Regions from separate parts of the Mus musculus genome. Here region 2 is linked to region 1. A link is a contact called in public Hi-C data. All regions are on one chromosome and are shown on one strand. Each heading gives the region's core, a stretch centred on a gene start, on an enhancer-like site or on the middle of the called end of the contact. The rest is flanking DNA. Distances are from core to core; before and after follow the strand shown. Region 1 has its middle 2.8 kb from the start of Gm52427. Region 2 has its middle 100 kb from the start of Gm14635.

Region 1 (4,693 bases), core at 1,561-4,060:
CCAGCAGGCTCTGGCAGAATAGACCAGAGATTCCATGCAGGTCTGACTTGCAGACTGGGTTAGGACTCCAGGGGTGATCCTGTCTCTGACCTTGGCTGTGGTACAACCATCTCTGATCCCCTTGTGCCCCTTGTATCTAGATCAGTGCTCCCCAACCTTCCTAATCTGTCACCCTTGTGTTGTGATGACCCCTACACACACCACAGAACTGTTTTCATTGCTACTTCATAACTGTCATTTTGCTACAGTTAGGAATAGTAATGTAAAGATCTGTTTTCCAGTGGTCTTAGGTGATCACTGTGAAGGGTTGTTCGCCCCCTGTCCTCCCTCAAAGAGGCTGTGACCCAATACTTAGGAACTGCTTATCTAGAGAGAAGGCTATGTGAGGCTGGAACAGACAGACATATAGATGCTGGCCTTGGACTACTTAGTAATGATGCAGTCTTGAACCAAGGTGGCCACCCTAAATAGAAAGAAGCGAGAATAGCATCATCGCCAGGAGACTCCAAAGGAAGCCTTGTAATCTTGGCCCGAGGAAGCTAACTGCTGCTCCCGTTTCCAGCTGTCAGTGTGTGGTCACTTGGCATGGCTCACTAAGGGCCACTGGGAAGTTCCAGAAGGACAGCACCAGGTACTAGGGCTGGAACTGTCCTGTATCTTAGGTTCTTCCCAACAACAAGTTAGTAAAGGAGCGAACTGTCAGGCTTTGCCCCAGTCTCACTGATTAAAAATGGAGAGTCCAAGAAAATGAGCATCTTATTCAAAGCCATCTGATGGCAAAGCTGGGACTAGAACAGCGGTCACCAAAGCCTAGTACTGTCCCCTTTCTATGAGTTGAGCCACCATGTCCAAGGCCACTGAAGCCACTCTGAACAATTCTAATGAGAGCGAGGGTTTAGCGACACATGTGGAAGAGCTTGGGCAGATCTCTCCAGGGCAGGTAGGACAAAGGAACCTCCTGCCCACTTTCTGGCCCTTGGGTGAGACTTGCATTTGAACAGATATTGAGGTCGCTGGACACCCCACCTGGACTTAGCTCTCCTCCCAAAGGAAAAGAAGTTGAAGACATACCTTCTTTCTCAGTGACTCACTTCAGAGCCCCATTGGGTCTCCCAGGCCCTCATATTCCTCTAAGGTGCTATGGGAGGGACTTAGGAAGAGGGCCACCACCCATGAGGAGCTGTGGAGCCAGAGAGCAAATCTGTATAGAAATGCTCATGGTAAGGGGGCAATTGTTCCACACTCCATCAGGCAGGTGTCCCCAAGAAGTCCCCTGCCATTGGGGGAAGCTTGCCAGAAGTACCGCACAGAGGATACAGCCTGGAAATTCCAACTCTAATCTGTGACCTCATGAGCCCTGGGGGAAAAGCCTGGGGGCACTGACATATCATGCTGTCCAGAGAGCCTAGGGCAGCCAGGGGATACAAAGCTCTGGCTCCCTCTCCCTCTCCCTCTCCCTCTCCCTCTCCCTCTCCCTCTCCCTCTCCCTCTCCCTCTCCCTCTCCCTCTCCCTCTCCCTCTCCCTCTCCCACTCCCACTCCCACTCCCTCCCTCTCTCTCTGTGTATGTGTGTGTCCCTCTCTCTGATCCCTTCCATCTTTCTATCTTTTTCTGTCCCTGACACCTCTCTCTCTCTCTCTCTCTCTCTCTCTCTCTCTCTCTCTCTCTCTCCCCCTCCCTCTCCATCCCCCTCCCCCTCTCTCCATTTGCACTCCATTAACTCCCCCACACCCCCACACCCCCACACCCCTGTAAGCTTCTCTCCACACTGGCTCACTGGCCTCTCCCGAAAGCACACACTCTATAGATTACAGGTGTGAGATTCCCACACCACGCTCCACTTCCCTAGCCATCCTACTGACATGAGGCTGTACTAAATAAAGCAAAACCAGCAAAGATTTGCTCACCCTTGCCCTCCAAGAGCCTCCAGTCTGATGAGGGGGCACCCTTTAGTGTACTCTGTAGCGCAATAGAGAGCTCAGGCTACCACCATGTGGAATGTGGGGTGAGCATAGAGATAAGAGTAAACAATCACAGGACCCCATCACCTAAGCCTGGCCCAGGGAGGCTCACCTAAGGGGTTCAAACATTCTCCAGAGGGCAGTGAGGAGCTGTGGAAGGTTTTTGAGATCCAAGTGTGTTTTTGAGAGTTTCCCATGGCTGTGTAGTGGGAAGATTTGAGAAATGCAGGGAGCTGGGCAAGGTGACCTTTTAGGTCTTTAAGCCTGGGAACGGGGGTGGGGGGGGGAGATGATGAAGAGTCGAAAAGTCACCAGGCAAAACAAGAATCACCTTGGAGCACCAAGAAGAAAGCAAGGCTGGCCAGCTAAGCACCACTCCCCAGGGGTGGACACATTTGGCAGCAAGCAGAGGGTATCCCTGTGTATTCTGTGCAGTTGGGCCCTGTACTATCAGACCTTGAGGCTGCCCTTCCCACCTCACACACAACAGAGAAGCCACAAGCAGTCCCTTTATTCCTTAGGATATGTGTAGTTGGGGCCCTTCCCCAGCTTAGTCCTGTCCTCTTCCCCCAGCCATGGTGAGGAATGTTCCGTCCCTGTCAGTGGCCTGAGAGGCTTGATTGGAAACCCCCCCCCCCCCAATTCTTCTCCACAGGCCCTCCACTGGGCCTTTCTACAAGTCTGCTGACAGACTTGGAGGTAGCCGGCTGAACTGAGGCCTGAGTTAAGACGAGGGACGGACGCTCCACATTAGCATGCTGTTCCACGCTGCCAGCTTTTCTCCAGTGTGTCTGGGCCGTTCTTGCCAAGCACTGTGTGGAGAGCTGCAGGGGACAGGACAGGACAAGGTGCCCAGAACCAAGAGTCCCGGAAGACAAGGACAATTTGTCAGGGTTCTGGGAACCACTGGAGGCCACAGGGTCCAGGGTTTACCCAGGCTGCCTGTAGCGGACAAGGTTTCCTGGCTCCTTGGGGGGCCCCTGACCAACAGCCTAGCCCTTCATGCCCCCCCCCTCTTTTGCCTGACTACCTCTTCCCTAATTTCCAAAGTCCAAGAGCAGAAGCCAACGGCTCTGTTCTCTGCTTGCTTGTTGGTGGTGCTGGAGATTGAACCCAGGGCCTCACGGCTGCTAGGCAAGTGCTTCACCCCCCAGCCACAAAGTAACCCCAGTTTTAATTCCTTTCTTTGTCAATCCACAGTCACAGAGACCAGACCAACCAATGAGGAATAACAACAGGGTAAGGGGCAGGGGCAGCTGCAGGGTCACTAGGAGGCAGCTACAAGTTTTTCAGGCTCCTGCCTCTTACGAGTTCACAGTCTAACCAGAGATGTAGATAGTATTATCAGGACCACCCATCATGCAATTAAATATGGAGGCTAAGTGCCTGGCTAGGCTTAGTAACAGAAGAGAATACTGGAGCACCTGCCTCACCTACGATGCATTAATTCACTGCGGTGTCAGCAGCGCTCTCAGGTAGGTGCTAGCGCCAGCCCCATTTTTGAGATCAAGAGGGACTGAGAGCCCAGAGAGATTGAGCAATTTCCCCCAAGGTCACACAGGTGGAAGAGTGATGTGTGCCAAGTGGCTGGACTCCAGAGTTCTATGTTCTTACCCACTAGACCAGACAAAAGGACTGAGAGACAGACAGCTCTTAGTGTTCGCAGCTGCATCCACACTGGGAAGCATAAAGCCCTGGTCTAGTAGACGCACAGACCTCACCAATAGCCTTGGGCAAATCTTGTGCCCTTTCTAAACCACAGTTTCCTTACCAAGTAAAATGGAGAGAGCAACTTCTTTCTTCTCAGGCTGCTGGGAAAAACAAAGAAGCCCAAGGGTGTGGGTGGGGGTCCTCACCCAAGAACCACACAGAGCAGATACTCACCTGTGGCCAATGGGGTGCCATTTCCATAGCCACCCCCACCCACCCAATGCTCTTTTATTTAACTGGAATCTGGGGTGGCAGTTAGGAGGGTGGGACCTTTAGGAAAGGCTTATGAAAAGGGCTGTGCTTCTCAGCAAGAGAAAAGTCAGTTCCCAGAGCATCTCTTCCAGACTCTTCACCCTGGCTTCACCTCGCTCAGTCCAGCACTCCTGAACCTTATGCAAGGCAACACTCACCACTGCCTGCCACAGGAATGGTCCAAGGCTGGGGGCGGGGGATGGTGGTCCGGGGCTCCTCAACCCTACTACTGAAGGACCAGTTAGGTGATGTCCAAAAAATCCTGAATTTGAGAGGGGAGGGGCAGGCGCCTTAGAGTGAAGGAGAGAGAAAGCTCTACCCACACCCACCTCTCAGCAACCACTGAGCCTGAGTTCTCTCCCTACAGGAAAGCATCCCACAGCCGCCACCCCCTGCAGGGAGATTTGTAGATGGCTCCCTAATGTGATTGAGGGCCCTGGCTGGCTGGCAGCCACCAGCCTCACATGCAATTAGGGAAAAATAATGTGTAAAGGAGAGCTGGATCTTGCACTGAGAGCTGGATCCTGTGCTGAGTTGCAGCAGGCAGACAGACAGAAGCCAGCCCCCTCCCTTGATTCAGTCCTCCCACCTTACTACTTCCCAGCTACACCCCCTCCACTGAGGGACACGGGCCTCTGTCACTTCAATCTGGGCCTTGCCCTCCCCCCACCCTTTCTTGTTTGTAGGGGTAACACAGGATCTTGTTCTGCAATCTAGGCTGCTCAAACTACCAGCCATCCTCCTGCCTCAGCCCCCTGAGTACTAGGGTT
Region 2 (4,236 bases), core at 165-2,664, 350 kb after region 1:
TGTGGGCCGGGTGTTGATGGAATGCTGTGGGCTAGTGGGCGCTGCCTAGTACACTGTTTATAAGGCCCTTGCAGACTGCTGGCAGTTTCCAAGAAAGGGTATGTCCGTTTGCACCCAGGACTAGCTGTGAGTGGAAGCCACCTCACATTTTACCAGCTCCTAGTCCTAGTTTTACATAGAGTTACTGGGGCAGAAAGCAGCCTGAGAGACTTCCGATTATTCCTGTGGGTCATCTGCGTCCTCAAGGCTGAACTGGTGTTTGCTTGTTTGGGAGCGAGAATCCCACCTCTTTGCAGAGTGATGACTGGCACCACAGAGGTGCCACAAACACCTGGGAAGAGAGAAAGTCAGCTGCCAAAGGCCACTCCCAGCCCCGTGCCCACCATGGACACTAGGATTACTACCTCCCTATTAATTGGTTATATTTGTGAAGCCTTCTCTTCTGTCCCTCTGCCAGCAAGTTTGAAGATCGACCTGAAGACAGATCTCTTTCTCTGGGGAATGACGAACATGCTCACTGCTGTGGGATGGGCATTTAAGAGTTTTCAGAGAAGCTAGCCTGTGGTATTTTGCCTGTAATCTGAATAGTAGCCATATTTGAGGCTAGGCTGGGCTACTTGAGACTCTGGTCTTAAGGGAACTAAACCAAAGTTTCCAGAGAAAAACCTGGAAAGAAAGGCAATTTTGTCCCGGAATTACCCGGGGGTTGTGTGTGTGTGTGTGTGTGTGTGTGTGTGTGTGTGTGGTGGATTTCAAAACCCAATGGTAGGTTTGGAGCCGCAGTCTCAGCCCAGGGGCTCTGGGGGCTCTGCTAGCCACTGAGGGAGGAGCAGAAAGTCTTTAGGGTCAGAGAAAAACAGAGCTGTGTGGAGTCTTCGAGCCCCACCAAGCTCTGGACAGATTGCTCCTTCCCCTCAAGGCTCAAATCTTTCAACTCTCCCCTTCACTACTCTCTTGGACCCAAACCTTTCAACTCTTCTCCCTCTCGGCTGGCTCGAATCCACCCAGCTTTCTTCCACACAATGGAAACTCATTGTGAAGTGACGGGCCTGGCAGGTGGCTCTCAGATCCCCCAGCTGGGTGGAAGCCGGATTGGGCTTGGCTTCCAGAACAATCCAGGATCTTCGCGGGGCTGGAAGATGAGTGGGAGGGATAAAGTGTTCCAGTGGCTTTCACCAGCCCCAGTCAACTGTGAGACCAGAGGAGGAGAGAGGGGGCAGATAAAGGCAGCTTTCTCCGGGCGTGCCCAGTTGGAGCTGGTGCGGTTTGAAGTTTTGTGTGGTTTGGCAAAGTTCCTTTTTTTTTTTTTTTTTTTTTTTTTTTTTTTGCTGTTTCGAAACTGCAGCAGTACACAGTGGCAAAGGTCACTGGACACCACAAGCTACCCCTGAAATGCAGGAGGTGGCGGGTCTTGTCAGGCGCATGTCCCAGGATACCAGGGCAAAGAGAGGCCAGGCAGGTCCTGGCCACACATCGAACTCCCAGGTCGCGCTTGAGAAAAAAAAAAAAAAAAAAAAAAGCCACCTCCCGGAAGGCAAGCGAGACAACGCTTTGGCTCTGGCGAGCTGAGCCGCTGCTGGCTGGGTGGCTCAACACAGCTAACTGGAAAGACGAACCTTCGCATTCGGATTCCATCTTTGGCCTCAAGGAGAAAGAGCGACGCTGGGGACACCGCCTGGAGCCTGCGCGCATAGCACCGGACGGCTCTTCCTCCCACCCCAGGCTTCCCGTTTAACCTTTAAAGTGCCGGAAAAATCTGCAGCCCAAGCGGGCTAGCCTTCCACCCGCTGAGGAGATACGGGTTCTCTGGAATTGGGCGTGGCAAGGCGGAGGTCACTGCAAAATAGAATCGGACACTCGTGCTGCTTGGGAGGGGAGACTAGGGAGTCTGGCAGGTCCCAGCGGGCTCACACCCTCCCAGGACCTTCCTGCCTCCGCTGAAGGTGGGGACTGAGAAGGAGGCAAGCGTGGAGAAAAGGACGTGGGAAGACACTGGTCACGGAGGAGACTATTTTTAGTCTTTGCTACAGCTGCGTGCGTTTCTCTGACGAACTAGTCAGGGACAATTCTCCTGGCTGAAAACAGTGTAAACTTTCCACGGGGAGTGGGGGTGGGGGTGGAGGGCAGTGTGGAGGTGACACAGGAGGGGTGGGGAGAGAGGTGGTTGGTGGTGCAGGAAAGGGACAGAGAGGGGGAAATCCCCGAATATTCCTCACAGACTTGACAGGAACACCAGAATCTCTCCTTGATAGAACAAGGTCCTCCAGCCTCCTCACCCCAAAGAGAGCTCAGCTTTCACCATAGATCTTCAAGGTGGGCACCCTCCCCCTTTTGTTTAATATCTTGGAGACCACACAGGCAAGATTGGGGACTTGTTCATCATGCCTTCTAACTGGGGACAATGCCTCCTGGGTGGCATCAGTCACAATCCAATCATTAAACAAATAACAAAGATCTCAAACAGGAAAATAGAAGTGGGGGAGGATCTAGAGCTAGATTCTTGGAGGGAAGGCTGTGTGTCCTGGTTATCTAGGTCAGTAGTGCCCACAGTGTGGTTCCAGGATCCCTCTGATAATCAGGGCCCTGAGATCCAGGACCTCTGAAAAGGCTTTTGTGATTACAAACCTAGGGGAGGCTGGGTTTTCATTAATCTAAGGCGACATGTCAGTACCCCAACTTAGTGGATGCTCCAGCAGCTGTCAAGAAGAGAGAGAGAGAGAGAGAGAGAAAGAAAGAAAGAAAGAAAGAAAGAAAGAGGAAAGATGCTTGCCACCACCGAGTCTGAGGACCTGAGTTCTTTCCACGCACGGGACTCCCATGGTGGAGGGGGAAAATCATCTTCCACAGGTTATCTCCTGACTGCCGGGGCACGTGAGCACAAACATACATATAACATTTATATGTCATTTACATTATATGCATGGGTGTTTTGCCTGCGTATGAGGTGACCAGAGGGTGTTCCATCCCTTGGGAATGGAATTACAGATAGTTGTAAGCTGCCATGTGGGTGTTGTGACTTGAACCCTGGGTCCTCTGGAAGAGCAGACAGCCATCTCTCCAGCTCCCATAAATGCAATTTTTAGAATTAAGAAGGGAAATGGAGCCGGGCCATGGTGTCACACGCCTTTAATCCCAGCACTCGGGAGGCAGAGGCAGGCAGATTTATGAGTTCGAGGCCAGCCTGGTCTACAGAGTGAGTTCCAGGACAGCCAGGGCTACACAGAGAAACCCTGTCTCGAAAAACCAAAAAAAAAAAAAAAAAAAAAAAGGGAAACGTTCAGGAGCTGGAATCTAGACTGATGCCAGAAGGTTACTATACACCTTAATTACCCATTGTTATGCTATAAATTATACCAACATTTAGTGACTGAAAGTAACAAAACCAAAGCCTGGGCTCATCCTCGGTACAGCAATAGAAATAAATAAATACTCCAGACACCAAAGAGGTTTATGAAATGTACAATATGTCACTTTCTAGATTTTGGGGGGGGGTTGGAAAAATAAAGTGTTTTTTTATTATTTATTCATATTTTTGTGGTTTGTTGTTTAGTTTTGATTTTTCTGAGACAGGATCTCACTCTGTAGCCCAAGCTGTCCTGGAATTCACTATGTAACTGAGTCTGGTCTTGAACTCCCAGCAGTTTCCACCTCCCAAGTGCTGGCTGAGATTAAAGGTGGGAGCTACCACATCAGTTCAGTGGAGTTCCGCAGAGCCTCCCTGGAGGTGGAGTGACTGTGAGTGGCCCAACCTCCATGTTGGGGAACAACCAGTGTCCTCTAGGAGAGCAACAGGTTCTCTTAACCTTAACCACTCAGCCATCTTGCCAACCCCTATTTGCATGGATTTTTGTTTTGTTTTGTTTTGTTTTTTTGGTTGGTTGGTTTTTGGTTTTTTTGTTTTGTTTTTGTTTTTGTTTTTGTTTTTGTTTTGTTTTTTAATATTTTTATTACATATTTTCCTCAATTACATTTCCAATGCTATCCTAAAAGTCCCCCATACCCTCCCCGCCCCCCACTTCCCTACCCACCCATTCCCATTTTTTGGCCCTGGCATTCCCCTGTACTGGGGCATATAAAGTTTGTGTGTCCAATGGGCCTCTCTTTTCAGTGATGGCCGACTAGGCCATCTTTTGATACATATGCAGCTAGAGTCCAGAGCTCCGGGGTACTGGTTAGTTCATAATGTTTTTTTAATCAAAATATGCTGTTGATGGCACCACGTACCTTAATGATCTA

What was found. A called contact is a pair of places that touch in the nucleus more often than the background predicts.
Region 2: a Hi-C map of the N1E-115 cell line shows a contact between it and region 1, with 10 times the contacts expected there. The contact joins two enhancer-like sites. A contact is called at or near these places in 4 of 484 Hi-C or Micro-C datasets (the HL-1 cell line, the N1E-115 cell line and liver) and 1 of 115 datasets of contacts at active chromatin or transcription factors (fibro-adipogenic progenitors).

The regions. Positions count from the first base shown.
Region 1 is chrX:11,895,726-11,900,418 of GRCm38.p6, forward strand. No RefSeq gene overlaps it. Among named protein-coding and RNA genes, the nearest start is that of Gm52427, 2.8 kb to the left of the region's middle. Within about 2 kb of position 2,811, at least 9 of the 459 cell types and tissues checked have an H3K27ac peak or open chromatin away from gene starts, as enhancers often do. A contact at or near this core is called in the N1E-115 cell line, where this site is marked.
Region 2 is chrX:12,250,912-12,255,147 of GRCm38.p6, forward strand. No RefSeq gene overlaps it. Among named protein-coding and RNA genes, the nearest start is that of Gm14635, 100 kb to the right of the region's middle. Within about 2 kb of position 1,415, at least 125 of the 459 cell types and tissues checked have an H3K27ac peak or open chromatin away from gene starts, as enhancers often do. A contact at or near this core is called in the N1E-115 cell line, where this site is marked.